Linked DNA regions of Bombyx mori: region 2 is linked to region 1. A link is a contact called in public Hi-C data. All regions are on one chromosome and are shown on one strand. Each heading gives the region's core, a stretch centred on a gene start, on an enhancer-like site or on the middle of the called end of the contact. The rest is flanking DNA. Distances are from core to core; before and after follow the strand shown.

Region 1 (7,495 bases), core at 1,936-4,435:
AGTTTTTACACTATTATGATTGTATTCTATACTTCTATAATCACAAATTTCGCCAAGGCTACACTATAAAAAATATTAATAAAGACAAACAATATTTAATCTATTCTCAATTTGACAACAGACGTCAAGAACAAAAGTTTGACAATAAATAGTATGCATGCGTGTGTGCGTCAAATACATGGTATGTAGTGTGTGTAATGTTTTCTTTATTGATTTAATGTATTTTTTATGCATTATTTAAAAAAACATTAGCTTTGTGCACTTCTTCTCTATATTCTCTACAAGTGTGGAAAATTTCATACTCCTCCGTCCGCGCAATTTTCGTAAAAAGGGATACAAAGTTTTTGCTTCACGTATTAATATATAGATACCATTAGTGTTACATTGAGGTTTATTCAGATACCATTAGTGTTACATTGATGTTGCACAATACGACCAATTTTTGTAATAAAATAATAAACGAAGATTTTTATTCAATCTTTAAATGTAAATTTTAATATTTTTGGAAAGATGCGAAACTATACTACACAAATAAAATATATAATAATTTTCGTTATATTTATTTATACAACGGCTGTCTTCAAGTGAGTTAAAGGATAGAAAAAGCCTTGATAAATAGGTATGAACTTGAAGAAATGAGCCTAAATTATCTTTATCGGTATGGTATGATAATTATTGAAATTGCCTACATAATAACTTATTTGGTTATCAAATGATTTTTCTGTGGCGTATATTTTTAATTATCAATTTACGGACCAGGGTACAAAAGCACAACCAAAGTTCTATTTAAAATTCATCACTACAATACTCATTTAATTAAGCTTTTTGCGCTATGAAGCGCGCAAAATGAAAATTATAAACGCGTAATAAAACCGTAAAAGTAGTTTTCTTTTTTACTTAGATGGGTGGTAACCACTTAACACCAAGTGAGCTCTGAGCTCGTCCACAAATCTATGCAATAAAAAAAAACACTGCGTCTGTTACAACGTGCTGAAAGAATATTATTTTTCGTTTATATATAATTACTATTTTCACTTTTCTTCTACACTTTTCGTGGAGACTTGTATCGGAGTCGTGGTGTAAGAGGTAGGGCGCTCAAAAATGATGTCGTAAGAGGACTTTGTACCGGGTACCAGGTAAAAGTAGACTAAGAAAAGAGAGTCCATATCGGCGGACGGACAACATCCGTAAACAAGCCGGTCACAACGAACTATGTGGTGCCGAAGACAGACAAGAGAGCCAAAAGGGAGAAGAAGGGAGAAGAAGAAAGGAGAAAAGGAGAAGTGAGAAAGAGAAGAAGTACGTCCGAAGATAAAGAAAACATAAAAACTGACTAATACGTTTCTATCTTTTTAATGTTCCTAGAATTATCAGGACGGGCAATGACCTAATAATATTCATAATGACCCAGCGAAAAGTTTACGTACAAGCCAGCATGTGCCCAGCAAAACTGCACTCGAACTAAAACCACGTGCTCTTTCTAATAAGGTAATATTTAGATTGAAGCAAATAAATAAGGTATTAATCAATCAAGAATTCCATGTGAATCATCCGAAACCACGAGTAATACAGTGGCAGTACTCGATATGTGTTTTGCATAACAACACTTAACAGCTAAATATATCTTTGCGTTTGTCATTCTGTTTATAATCGAGCCTAGAGTACGTTGGCCGACTACGTGATCATTTATTTTCATGTTTATATTCTAAGACTAGCGATCCGCCCTCGTTTCGCTTCGAAGGGAACATTTAATTATTAATAGCGGAGTTCCACGGTTAATGTCATACCGCGGGTAAGACCGCGGGCGAAGCTAGTCTAAAAAAGTAGCCCAAGTTACTCCTTATATCATTAGCTACCTATCAGTGAAAGTCTCGTCAAAATCAGTCCAGCCGTTCCAGAGATTACAAACTGGAACATACAGACAGACAGACAAAACATGTAATAAATGTTATTTTGGTGTATGTACTGTACCGTATATATACTCATATGCATGTAGTAAAAAGCGGTTATTTCAATATTACAAACAGACACTCCAATTTTTGTATAGATTATTGATAGTGAATTTAAATTGAATGCTTTTGTATAAGCCTTTATATTATAGCATTCTGTCTGGCTTTTGTACGCGTTTTGTTGCTTCGAATATCGTGTAGAAGGCATGTGTAGTATTGTTAAAATGTTGTACCGTTCTTGAAGGTTTATTTCCTACCTATGCTGATAGCCTTGAGAGGCTATATCAGCGTTACTCTACCGTGTAAGTGAGCTCTTGAGGCTCTAACCGGAGGTGTTGCTAACACTGGCCCTAACAAGAGCAGTGCTTCGCAGAATCTACCACCGGACCGGAAACGCGACCTACTGAGAAAATCCGGCGAGAACCTCAGTGGGCTACCGTTCTTGAAGGAATAAACTATGATCGCAATGTGAACGAAAATCAGCATTTATTTACTTAGCTGTACGTAGTTTTAGTCAATTAAGACTTTGTGAATCCGCAATGTAATTCAAACTCAAATGGCGACTCACTCTAAGCCATTGATCCCGTACATCAGTTGATTATTTAGCGTGTTAAGTTACGTGCCCTATAAAATAACTAGTAAAATACAAATTCGAATATTTCAACTAATATTGTTCCCTTTTTTCGTTTGAAAAAATGGTACACAAAACGTCTTTTAGCATTAAAACTTAAAAGTAAACAAATTCCAAAAATTTCGAAATTGAGTTAATATGCGTAAACATTTGGTATCACCAGTACTTTTCTCATAAATACTGTCAAAGAGCGTAGTTTAGTTGTTTTTTTTCTTTGAGTTTACCTATGTTTTAACTACTATTAACAAAATTTATACACAATTTTATCTTACTCTGAGAAACAAATAATGAAACTGGTTAAAAAGAATGTTTCAGATATGATCAATATTAGAAATATTACATGTTAAACTTTTAAAACACTCTCCTGTAAAATTAGTAAGTTTTGAGATTATACAGTTTTAATGCGAGAAGATGAAAAATGTCAAGATTGTACAATCTTTATCAAGATTGTACTGTGAGCATTATAAATCTGTAATAGGTGTAATAAAAAAATGTAAATTAAATAAATTTAAACAAAGTATCAACAGCGTTAGGCCGATGTACAGTCGCGTTAAGGTATTGTTTGAGATAATTTTCTTATCACATTTTTATCATGGCACTAACTACCCTCTCAACGAGCAGAGTTCAAACCTATCACTGCTTTCGTGCAGTATGTTTCAAGAGATCGTCAATGCCGTACAACATCCGGTTCTGGATCAACTATTGCAACATCCATCTTCAAAAATAGTTTTGCCATTAACGGTGCTTTTAGGTACCACAAGCACCGGTCATCGTCCTCGTCAAACCCGTCGCTTGCAACGAAGGGCTCGACGAGCGAATTAACCCATAGACACAGCCCACTGAGTTTCTCGCCGGATCTTCTCAGTGGGTCGCGTTTCCGATCCGGTGGTAGATTCTGCGAAGCACTGCTCTTGCTAGGGTCAGTGTTAACGTCACTTCGGTTTGAGCCCCGTGAGCTCACGTACTAGTTAAGGTCACGCTGAAATAGCCTCTCAAGGCTAGGTTGGGAGAAAAAAAAAACTCGGCTCGCATCGATAATGTCCGTGATCAAAGGTAATCACTTACGAATAAGGAAGACGTAAGCTCGACTGCTATGCTCACGGCTAAATCACTATGTTTGATACAACGGCAAAAATGTATTCAAATAAAATACTTATTCGTTTTAAACATTTTCGTATGCAAATCAAAAATCTTCAATCTTATCGCATATAAATAATGAAAATTACTCATACATATTTATAGTTTTATAAATAAAACATTAAGTTGTTGCATACAGAATTTTATATATATTTATGACGGGAAGATATATGTATAATGTGTTCTGGAAACTGCGTATAGATGGCGCTAGTCATACGTACATCATACACTTGACATTTGAAGTGGCGGGCGAACCGCCGGGTAGGGAATTATTTTTGAGTGTCTCTGACTGGTGGTGGGACCTCTTGTGAGTCCGCACGGATAGGTAGCACCACCCTGCCTATTTTTTACCGTGTAGCAGTAATGCGTTTCGGTTTGAAGGGTGGGGCAGCCGTTGTACCTATACTGAGACCTTAGAACTTATATCTCTATGGTAGATGTCTATGGGCTCCAGTTACCACTTAACACCAGGTGGGCTGTAAGCTCGTCCACCCATCTAAGCAATAAAAAAAATGTACCCGTAAAAGTGGGTTTAATTATTTCAAAAGTATGTTTGTATAAAAAAATCGCGATTCGCCTTTCGATTGTTTCTCACGTAATTAATATGCTCTCGACTCTTAATTGTATTTATTCATTATATTGTTTGAAGACAAACAATTACGGGTGACCCTGATGCTGTAAAAATAGACGCTATGTTTACCATTGACTCCGAACGGAGCTCGTAAAATATTTAAATTGCACAGATTATACTAGACTGTGTATATTACGTCAAATCGAACATATTTAAAATGTTAGAAAACGTCTAGAAACGCTGTAAATTGATATGTTAACCTCTTCAGGGACGATTTTTTTAAATTACGAAGAAATTGGGTTTTTTGTATTTTTGTTGTGCTTTTTATATATTGAAAACAATGCAATAAGTTAAAAAAACAGCGAATATTCATTTTAAAAAATGTTCATATATGTGGCCATTTAGCGTAGAACTAATATTTAAAGAAAAAACGAACACATGTCCCTGAAGAGGTTATTAATTAAATGAAAATCGTGTTTTACTTCAACATTGGTATCTTGTAGTCCCTTACATCCTGCAGTATGTAGTATACTATAATTATGTATCTAAAAACTGTTTAAAAGACTTAGATATTCTTTGATTTTATGCGGGCATTTCTTACTCGACTTTTTAGATAATTTTGATTGATCTAAAAATTGTAACCGGTAAAAGACAAGCAAATATATGTATTATAGCAACACGAAATGTATGGCGTGCTTAAACTTATCACCTTCGTCTCTGAACGGATAATTATCCAAATGCAAAATAAAGATTATTACCTAAGAAATGGTTTATAATACCAGAACTAACAATTTCATTTTAAAAGCATGCGCTATTCCTATCGTCAAATAAAATACAAGAAGCAAAAACCAACCGAATTTAGAACGACCAAAAACAACCAGCCGAAAGGTTGCAGATACAAAAAAAAAAGGTTTTTTTTTTTAATTCTTTATTTTACTTGACATTGACATTGAAAAAGATTGTAGATACGTATTATTGTAAATGTGTACGTGACGGCAAGGTCAAAGGAATTTGAGCGGTGCGGTAGTATGTAGCACGGCTTAGAATTTTAATATTGACTGACTACATTTTAATAAGATGATCAATAAATATTAAAACCAGAATTCTCAGACATCTCATAACAAGTCTCTCTGCTTTTTGATCAATATCTGAACACCAACTTAAATTTACTCATTTCATTTCCTAATTTTATTTATTTATTTATTTATTTATACTTATATATTTATTATTTATAGTAAATATTTATTTATTTATTTATAATATACCTATGTATAAAATAGTAAAATACATACATAAGTAGCCGCTAATTCAGCCGCGATGCAACAAAACATGTGTACACTTCGAAATAATACGATCAAAATAATCAAAGCTCAACTTTATGTGTAGCGTATCCCTTATAGATGCAGCAAAACCTCAAACCCGTAATCCGTATGAGCATCCGCTTGGAACAACTGTGTCAAGAAACGGTAAGACCCGCTGTACCTACATTGCTGGGAACAATCACATGAGAACTGGCCCGATATTTAAATACTACCTTAGTGAAACAATACTGGTTGTACCAACGTTATACTAGTTAAATAAACAAAGGTTAGACCACGACTCACGTCTGAGATTCTAGCTAGTTCTTTTTGGACTGTCGCCAACACTGCAGAAAGTCTACGATTTCGATCGGTTAGATTCGCAGCGAGGTGCATAAGGTGTTTCACGACAACTTGGAGATCCGTGTGTTTAGTGCGAGTTTTTTAACGTTCTGGAAAGCGTAAAAGTTACCTGAAATTTGTATGCAACAGGAACAGTGCCCCAAGCGGCAAACATAGGCGAACTTTTCAACTCCATACAAATTTGACTTCACTTTTACGCTATCGAGAACGTTTAAAAACTCGCACTAAGCACACAGACCTCTTTCTTGCACGTGGGCTTAGTTTCACTTCCTTTTTATATCCAGATTTGTGTTTAACTACCAATGGCAGATAAAACGTCATTAACATTTTTTTATTGCCCTTGTAGACAAACGAGCATGCGGCCCACCTGATGGCGAATGGTTACCGTCGCCCATGGACTTCAGCAATGCCAGGGGCAGAGCCAAGCCGCTGCCTACCGTAATAATTATTACAAATGATTAATACGAGTGATTCGGCATGTATGATGATTATCCATCTATCTATCCAAATCTATTTAGATACTTGAATACGGATTGAGTCTTCTGATAAACGATTTCAAGTGATTTTATTATTGAAACTTACGATTTTTCGAATTATTCTAGAACGTTCCACACGCCCGACCGTCGCGTCGTACCTCTGTGACAATAACAAGACATTTTTCATAATTGACCCTGATTAATCAAGTGTCAATTGCCACGAAAGCTGTCAAAACAACGCATGACTTTAGATCACTGGAAAAATATCTAGAAGTTTCCATTTTGTGCTTGGAAATATTACGCAGTGATTGAAGTGTTAGGAAGATTTTACTCTTTAAATAACACGATGTTAATTTTAAGTGTATTATTATGACTTAAATTCTCTAGATTTGTGATTTTCGTTTTGTATTGAAAATCTAATTTAAAGTAAAAACAGCGTATAGAATCCGATAGAAAATAATTTTATTATTTCTACTAAGAGAAAGAGACTTATTAGCAAGTAGAGTAAAAAAAGTTTTATTATTCAAACCTATATTGTATCTAGTTCTAGTAATCATTAGTTGCATATGATTTAAATACTGTTTCGGTTCTCTCCGTAAGTATTAACGTTAATAATTGATTCTAAGAAATTTATAACTTCGAATAACGATATAACTAAAAGGTTACACAAGCAAATTATGTTACATATTACCCATTTTATGATAAGACTAGCTTTTGCCCGCGACTCCGTCCGCGTGGAATAGTTACTTTGGCATTACGCTAAATTTTAGCCCCCACTTCATTGACGTAGAAAGTGAAAATATTTTTGAATTATAGAACGTTAAGAAGCCATTTAAACCCCTATTTTGAAACATTCTTTATTGGTACTCCACTTGTATTGGTCTTACCGTGATGTTATACAGAGTATAGCCTTCCTCAATAAATGGGCTATCTAACACTGAAAAATTCAAATCGGACCATTAGTTCCTGAGATTAGGGCGTTCAAACAAACCAACTCTTCAGCTTTATAATATTAAGTATAGATTTCCCGGTCCCACTGATCTATGAAGCAGGAATATTCAACAAGGAAA
Region 2 (7,209 bases), core at 3,763-6,262, 57 kb before region 1:
AAGTTACTCAACTATTTTGAGTACCTACTTCGAATACTACACTCCAAAACTCATACAAAATCTTGCTTAATCTTATCACTTTTGCTGGTGGTAGGACCTCTTGTGAGTCCGCGCGGGTGGGTACCACCACCCCGCCTATTTCTGCCGTGAAGCAGTAATGTGTTTCGGTTTGAAGGGTGGGGCAGCCGTCGTAACTATACTGAGACCTTAGAACTTATATCTCAAGGTGGGTGGCGCATTTACGTCGTAGATGTCTATGGGCTCCAGTAACCACTTAACACCAGGTGGGCTGTGAGCGCTTCCATTCAACTAAGTAATAAAAAAAATATCTCTGTGTTTTTTACGTTAAATGACTAACTAAATACTTTTTAACAATAATTGTTGACATGTGCATTACGTGAGTAGTCTTACAAGAATTAGATTAACTTAATTTGCTTAACAAATTGCCGGGGAAATACTGGTAATTACGGTCCATAATATGGTGCATAGTTTATAAAAATATTGATTGGTAAGAGGTCGACTGACGCATGCACAATTACAAAGAACTCATACAAGTGTAAAGCAAGCAATAAAATAATACGATTACGAAGAAAAACTTCAATGAAGGTGCTTAAAATCTCGTCTGTGTGTTTTTGTGTTAGTGTAGTTGAGCAACAAGTATAGCAAAGTTTACAGATAAGACGACGTCATTGCCGCCACGAATTGTATTACTTTGGCCTAATACCATGACGTGGACGACAAGAAGATATCCGGTCGCCGTCCTCGCCGAACCCATCGCTTGCAACGAAGGGCTCAACGAGTAAATTAACCTATAGACACAGCCCACTGAGTTTCTGGCCGGATCTTCTCAGTCGCTCGCGTTTCCGATCCGGTGGTAGATTCTGCGAATCACTGCTCTTGCTAGGGCCTGTGCTAGCAACACTCCCAGTTTGAGCCCCGTGAGCTCATCTACTAGCTCGGTGAATCTAGAATGACCCCTCGAGGTTACTAGAATAAGTAGGAAAAAAAAGTAGATAATTTTTTTGTTATGTTTTTAAACTATCTTCGCAATTCAAGGTTTTTATTACTAAAACTTTAGCAGTGATTAGTTATTATTACAATCACAATTTTTATTCTCGAACGATTATCACAAAAGTGAAATAAGAAAAATCATCTCAAGACAAATTCCTTTAAAACTTCACGTCTTCAAGTTATGAATGATTGTTACCGCAAATAGTATCTCTGAACCGGTGTAGAGAACAGGTTTGAGCCCGTAAACCTACGCCATTGCCTTCACAAACATATTATGATTCAATTTTTATTCAAAAGACGTCATTATTACGAAATCTGTTGAAATTTTATCATAATGACAATCATTCCTATTTGACTTTAGTATAGTTACGAAAGGGTACCATCGAAGCCTACCTAAACGGTTAATTTGAATTCCAATGGCGCCGGTTTTAACACTGTTGAAATTTCTATAAACGTTAGAAAATCAGATGAAGAAATTCTAACTCTTGACCAACATTACCTATAGACTACTTCCTAGTCGGAATACGAATTACTTAGAATATGTTACTTTTTTCTTTCGCTTTTAATTATTTTTAAGCTCAGGAGACTTCGAGATGAATTTGAAATCAAGATACTGCTATAGTCGCGTACTTGTTTGTATCTATTGACTTCCATACAGACAGAATAGGATCCGAGATGACGTGTTTTGGGCGACGTCGACTGCTTTTCATTCTTTCCGCAGGATCGGGAATGTAGTTACCGGCGGCCACGATGAGAGGGTTCTCGTGTCGTGCCGCTTTATCGAAGTGGTCATCAATCTGACAATGTTTTAATTGTTACAACAAAATTTACAGCGTAGACATTGAATTTTGAATTGAACACATTGAATTTTGTAGCAAGCTCGACGCAAGCAAGCAGACATGCTCGGCGATGCCTGTATTATGCCATTTACCATGACAAACAAAATCCTAAATCTTGGTTACAAACTAAATCGACTGAGTAACGAACATCCAAATATATAAACTTTCACATTTATAATATTTGTTGTATTTTTTATTTTATTAATTTTTCCCTTTTTAATCAGTTTCTGTCCGAATGAAATAGGTTTGAGCGAAGAGACCGCCAACTGTATTTCTAGTATTAGGTTTGTAATGAATTAGTTTTGGTGTTCAATAAATTATACTCCGTTCTAAATGAATAAAGCGAATTATTAATACGATAAACAGTTAGAGATATTTTAAAAATGTTTGATCCAAATTTATAAATACCACAAAATACAAGATATAGAGTTAAAGTCTGCATTGAGTGTATTCTTACAGTTATTTTAATGTGGATACAAATTGATTGCCTGACAACAGTGAAAGTTAAGGGAACCGGTTGGGCTCGAAGACTTTTACATGATACGATATTGATAACAACGATTAAATAGTGTTGAAAATAATAGAGTGGAAACTTAGCGAGGCATGTCATATAGTTAATGACTATACAATTAATTACACGGCACCTAATATTGAGGTGTTCGCTGCAAACTACTCCGTTTTGGGTATTTATTTATTAATTTATAAAAGACTTCTTAGAAGGATCATCACATAAATTCATCTCGTTTTTTTTGTTAAATATTTTATGTTTTTCTTATTGGAACTTCTTGCCGAATTTGTTTTAATATTCCCATTGAGTTGACAATGTTTGCGTACCAAACTAAGTGAGGAACAATTCAAAACGGTATTAGAGTACCGTTTGTGGAAGATAATTAATTTGAATCATTGAAATTAAAATATTCTTAGAATAATTTTCAATTTTTTTTTAGTGGGTACTTAGAAATATTTATAAAAAATACTTAGGTAACCCAATAATATAGGTTGTAAATGTATGTCACATTTTCAAAACTTTTAATTAACTTTTTCAATGACTCCATAAATTTTAATCCTCGCAGGGCTTAGTGAGTGACTAATATCACTTTATACCAATAATTTTTTCGAGTACAAGATCGCGGGACGCACGCATTAGGCGACGAAGCGGCCCTTCCAGGTATAACTGTACATTGTAACTTTCTTTTTTGCTCAGATGGGTCAACGACTTCTTCAGCCATCTGTTGTTAAGTGGTTATCAAAAACATTAGTCCTATAATTCAACGGCTACCCACCCTTTAAACCCGAACGCACTGCTGCTTCGAGATAGAATTAGACCGGGTCGTGGTACCTACTTGTGAGGGCTTACAAAACGCCCTACCACCGGTAATAAGTATACTGCACTGTATATCGCGTGTAAGTCGTTGTGGCTTAAACTATAAGACCCTTGGTGCATTCTAAAAGTCGGCTTAAAGCACGATGCTATTCCTCAAGAGTGGAAATCTTTCCCGAGCATATCGAGAGGTGAAAGGTTATTTGGTTTAAGCGCAGTTTTTGCAACTTCAGTGTTTAACCTGACTTTAGTTAAAAATTAAAAAAAAAAATCTTTTATCAAAAAAACATCGTCAGCTATTTGAATTGGTTAAACTTAATTGAAGTTAAAAAAGCATCGAATCGTTGATACTAATAAACCAAGTAAACGGATCTTTAATTACGAAGACAAATGTCGCCTATTAAGCGAAATGTCTCTTAAATCTAATCTAAATAATTTTGAAGTCGTCGTGGCCTCAAAGATAAGACGTCCGGTGCATTCGTGTTAAAGCGATGCACCGGTGTTCGAATCCCGCAGGCGGGTACCAATTTTTCTAATGAAATACGTACTCAACAAATGTTCACGATTGACTTCCACGGTGAAGGAATAACATCGTGTAATAAAAGTGAAACCCGCAAAATTATAATTTGCGTAATTACTGGTGGTAGGACCTGTTGTGAGTCCGCGCGGGTAGGTACCACCACCCTGCCTATTTCTGCCGTGAAGCAGTAATGCGTTTCGGTTTGAAGGGTGGGGCAGCCGTTGTAACTATACTGAGACCTTACAACTTATATCTCAAGGTGGGTGGCGCATTTACGTTGTAGATGTCTATGGGCTCCATAACCACTTAACATCAGGTGGGTTGTGAGCTCGTCCACAAATCTAAGCAATAAAAAAAAAAAACAAATATCCTTTCACCCCTCGGTATGTATTCTCAGTGCGTATTTTATCACAAACGTGACGTCACTTATATGAGCACACCGTAATTTTGACGTTTGATCCAATCCATACGTTATGGAGGGTAGAGGTAAGGAGAACCGTCTTTGTGTGTGAAAAAGTGTCCGTTAAAATCTGCTAAATAAGGGTGGAGCTACAGTAGCAACCGGGTAAATTTTAAAAACAGGCGCTGAAAGTTATTAGAATAAGATAGAGAAATAAAAGAGGAAGAAAGAACTGTACGCACTACAAAATCACAAAAAGGATTTAATATTTAAAGCTGATAAGAAAATGCAATCGATGTCTCCACGTTTTACCACAGCAATAATTTTAGGTTATATTAACGAAATTAGTTAGGACTACGTAAACATGTGAGGTCTTGTATATAACACTGTCACTAACAACTTTAGTCATTAATTATATTAAACTAGCTGACCCGGCAGACTTCGTAGTGCCTCAATAAAATACCTAAACTTTCGTAAAAAATACATTTAAAACAAACAAAAGGAATCGGTCCGACGGGGGACACATCAAAGGAAAAACAAAATTGTTGTTTTTATTTAATTCCGAGCATTTTCATGTTTATCTACCTTTTAAACCTTCTCTGGACTTCCACAAATAATTCAAGACCAAAATTAGCCAAATCGGTCCAGCCGTTCTCGAGTTTTAGCAAGACTAACGAACAGTGATTCATTTTTATATACATATATAGATAGATTTCCTAACTCAGCATACTTCAATCAGTTAACAACTGCTCAATTCATATCATACCCTGTGCCTATGCTAGCGCCATTCAAGAGGATTTTTGAACTATTATTTAGTGCTGAAAGTGGGACACTTTTTCAAGCCTCTCCCATATGAGACGGTTCTCCTTACCTCTACCCTCCGTACCATACGTTCACTGAAATAAATTCGTTGAATTCAATAACCTATAGCGTACGTGATTCTGTCAGCGTATGGCGCCAAATCGTCACCGTTTTTTTTTTCTCGCAACAATGTGCGAATTGGCGAGACACCATGTTCCCTTTAGTCTGTAATGTAACATTTTGTTGGTGGTTTTATTTAGCGCGTGTTTCTCATGAATTTTATGTGTGTTTTCGTTCATAGTTAATAACGAGCGGTGATGTAATTGTTTTGTTCAAATTAATTTGTATATTTATTTTATTTATGAGTTTCGATCGTGATTCGAAACCACGAAAACCGGTCAATGGTCGAGGCACAGGATTTAATGAATATTAATACATATAATAATAATAATAAAATGCGAGATTAAACTAGGTATATAACATTGTACGACGTATGTATTGATCTGTTTAAAATTAAAATTGATTAAAAAATGTTCTCATTTTGATTATCTGTCCAAAATACTTAAGACACAGCTTTACGTACAAAGCGAACATAACAGAATATCTAATCTAGGATAATTTCTGATTACAGTTAATTTAAAAAACCTTTTTTTTATTTTTTTTTATGTTTGCCTGTTTAGGCAAACGATTATACGGCCCACCTGATAGTGAGTGGCTACTGTCACTTATGGACATCAGTAATGTCAGAGGCAGAGCCGAGCCGCTGCCTACCGTTCAATACTCTCCATAAATCTCGTTTGAAGAAGAACATGACATGTCTTCGGTCATAAACACTCATTGCAAATGCTAATATCATCATATCAAAAGCAAATAGCACGACGCAAGCCCGGGACAGTCAATAGATGTCAATTAACCACTTCAATAACACGAACGTGGAAGATCTCATTGTCGAACAAGGCTGAAGCTGGGATGCTAAATGCAGATTGACAAGGTAATGACGAATGAGATTTTATTGGGCTAAATGCGCCGAGAAGGTAACGAGACGTTGATAGGCCTGCCTCGATTGATATTAAAGGTCAATGTAATCATAATTTATGTGACGTAATTAAGCTTCTGTCAGTGCAGTCACGTAGACTATTTTTATTTATTGCTTATATGGGTGGACGAGCTCACGGCCCACCTGACGTTAAGTGGTTATCGGAGCGCATTCACATCTATAACGTAATGCCGCCAGCCACCTTGAGATATAAGTTCTAAGATCTCAATATAGTTAAAACGGCTGCCCCACCCTTCAAACCGAAACGCATTACTGCTTCACGGCAGAAATAGGCAGGGTGGTGGTACCTACCCCTGCGGACTCACAAGAGGTCCTACCATCAGTAATTACGCATATTATAATTTTGCGGGTTTGATTTTTATTACGCAATGTTATTCCTTCACCGTTGAAGTCAATCGTGAACATATTTTGTTAAGTACGTATTTAATAAGAAAAATTGGTATCCGCCAGCGTGATTCGAACACCGGTGCATCGCTCAACACGAATGCACCGAACGTCACGACTTCGAGGGGGTCTAAGGGGGAGAGCAGACTAAGAGACCCTGCTTCAATATGTACATGTGGTTAATAAAGGTCGACCACTGTGTAAAAATTGTCTAAACGGATATTTAAAATCATTATTAATTGCGTCGCTCATTTCAAAACAAAAATGTAATTATCAAATGTGGTAAAGCAAGTAGTTATGTACGCAGTGAGAAGTCAATCATTTACGAGTTTTGAAACGTAAACAAACTATTGTTTTTTTATTGATTTTTTTTTCTTGTGAGTACAAAACGGAAAATAACTTGATGATTGTTGTTCCTTGTGGTTGTAAATTAGCGGACGTGACTTGAAAATGAACAGCTGCTTATTACATTGTATTGATTTAGGCAAAAACGAAATCGGAATCTTTTATATTATTTTCAACTATTGAGACCTCCGCTTCTCCTCCATCACGCTCCGCTAAAAGCCAATTTAATGAAAAAACATAGATTTTTGAAGTTACTCGTGCGCTATCTCTAAAAGTCCAAGTAGAAAGTTTTATCAAAAACCCATAACTCGGGAACGCATAGAGAACAAACATGTACACGTACAAGCATTGATTTTTACTAATCTTATTTTTTTTTTGTTTCTCATTATCATTCGTGTTTACTGATTTGAGTTGTCTCATGAATTTGTTATTTATGGAATTACCATCTTCTTTGATTTGACCAAACTTCAATATTACGGTTTAATCCAGATATGTGACGCTAATTTTGTAATGAAATTCGCATAGAGAACG

Evidence for each region. A called contact is a pair of places that touch in the nucleus more often than the background predicts.
Region 2: a contact with region 1 is called in a Hi-C map of posterior silk gland, with 1.6 times the contacts expected there. The contact joins two enhancer-like sites. A contact is called at or near these places in 3 of 7 Hi-C or Micro-C datasets (posterior silk gland and whole pupa).

The regions. Positions count from the first base shown.
Region 1 is chr15:2,587,056-2,594,550 of ASM3026992v2, reverse strand. The region is part of intron 1 of LOC101741494; the gene reads right to left. Among protein-coding and RNA genes, the nearest start is that of LOC101741494, 12 kb to the right of the region's middle. Within about 2 kb of position 3,185, at least 3 of the 8 cell types and tissues checked have open chromatin away from gene starts, as enhancers often do.
Region 2 is chr15:2,645,939-2,653,147 of ASM3026992v2, reverse strand. All of the region lies in intron 2 of LOC101741494, which reads right to left. Among protein-coding and RNA genes, the nearest start is that of LOC119629545, 28 kb to the left of the region's middle. Within about 2 kb of position 5,012, at least 2 of the 8 cell types and tissues checked have open chromatin away from gene starts, as enhancers often do.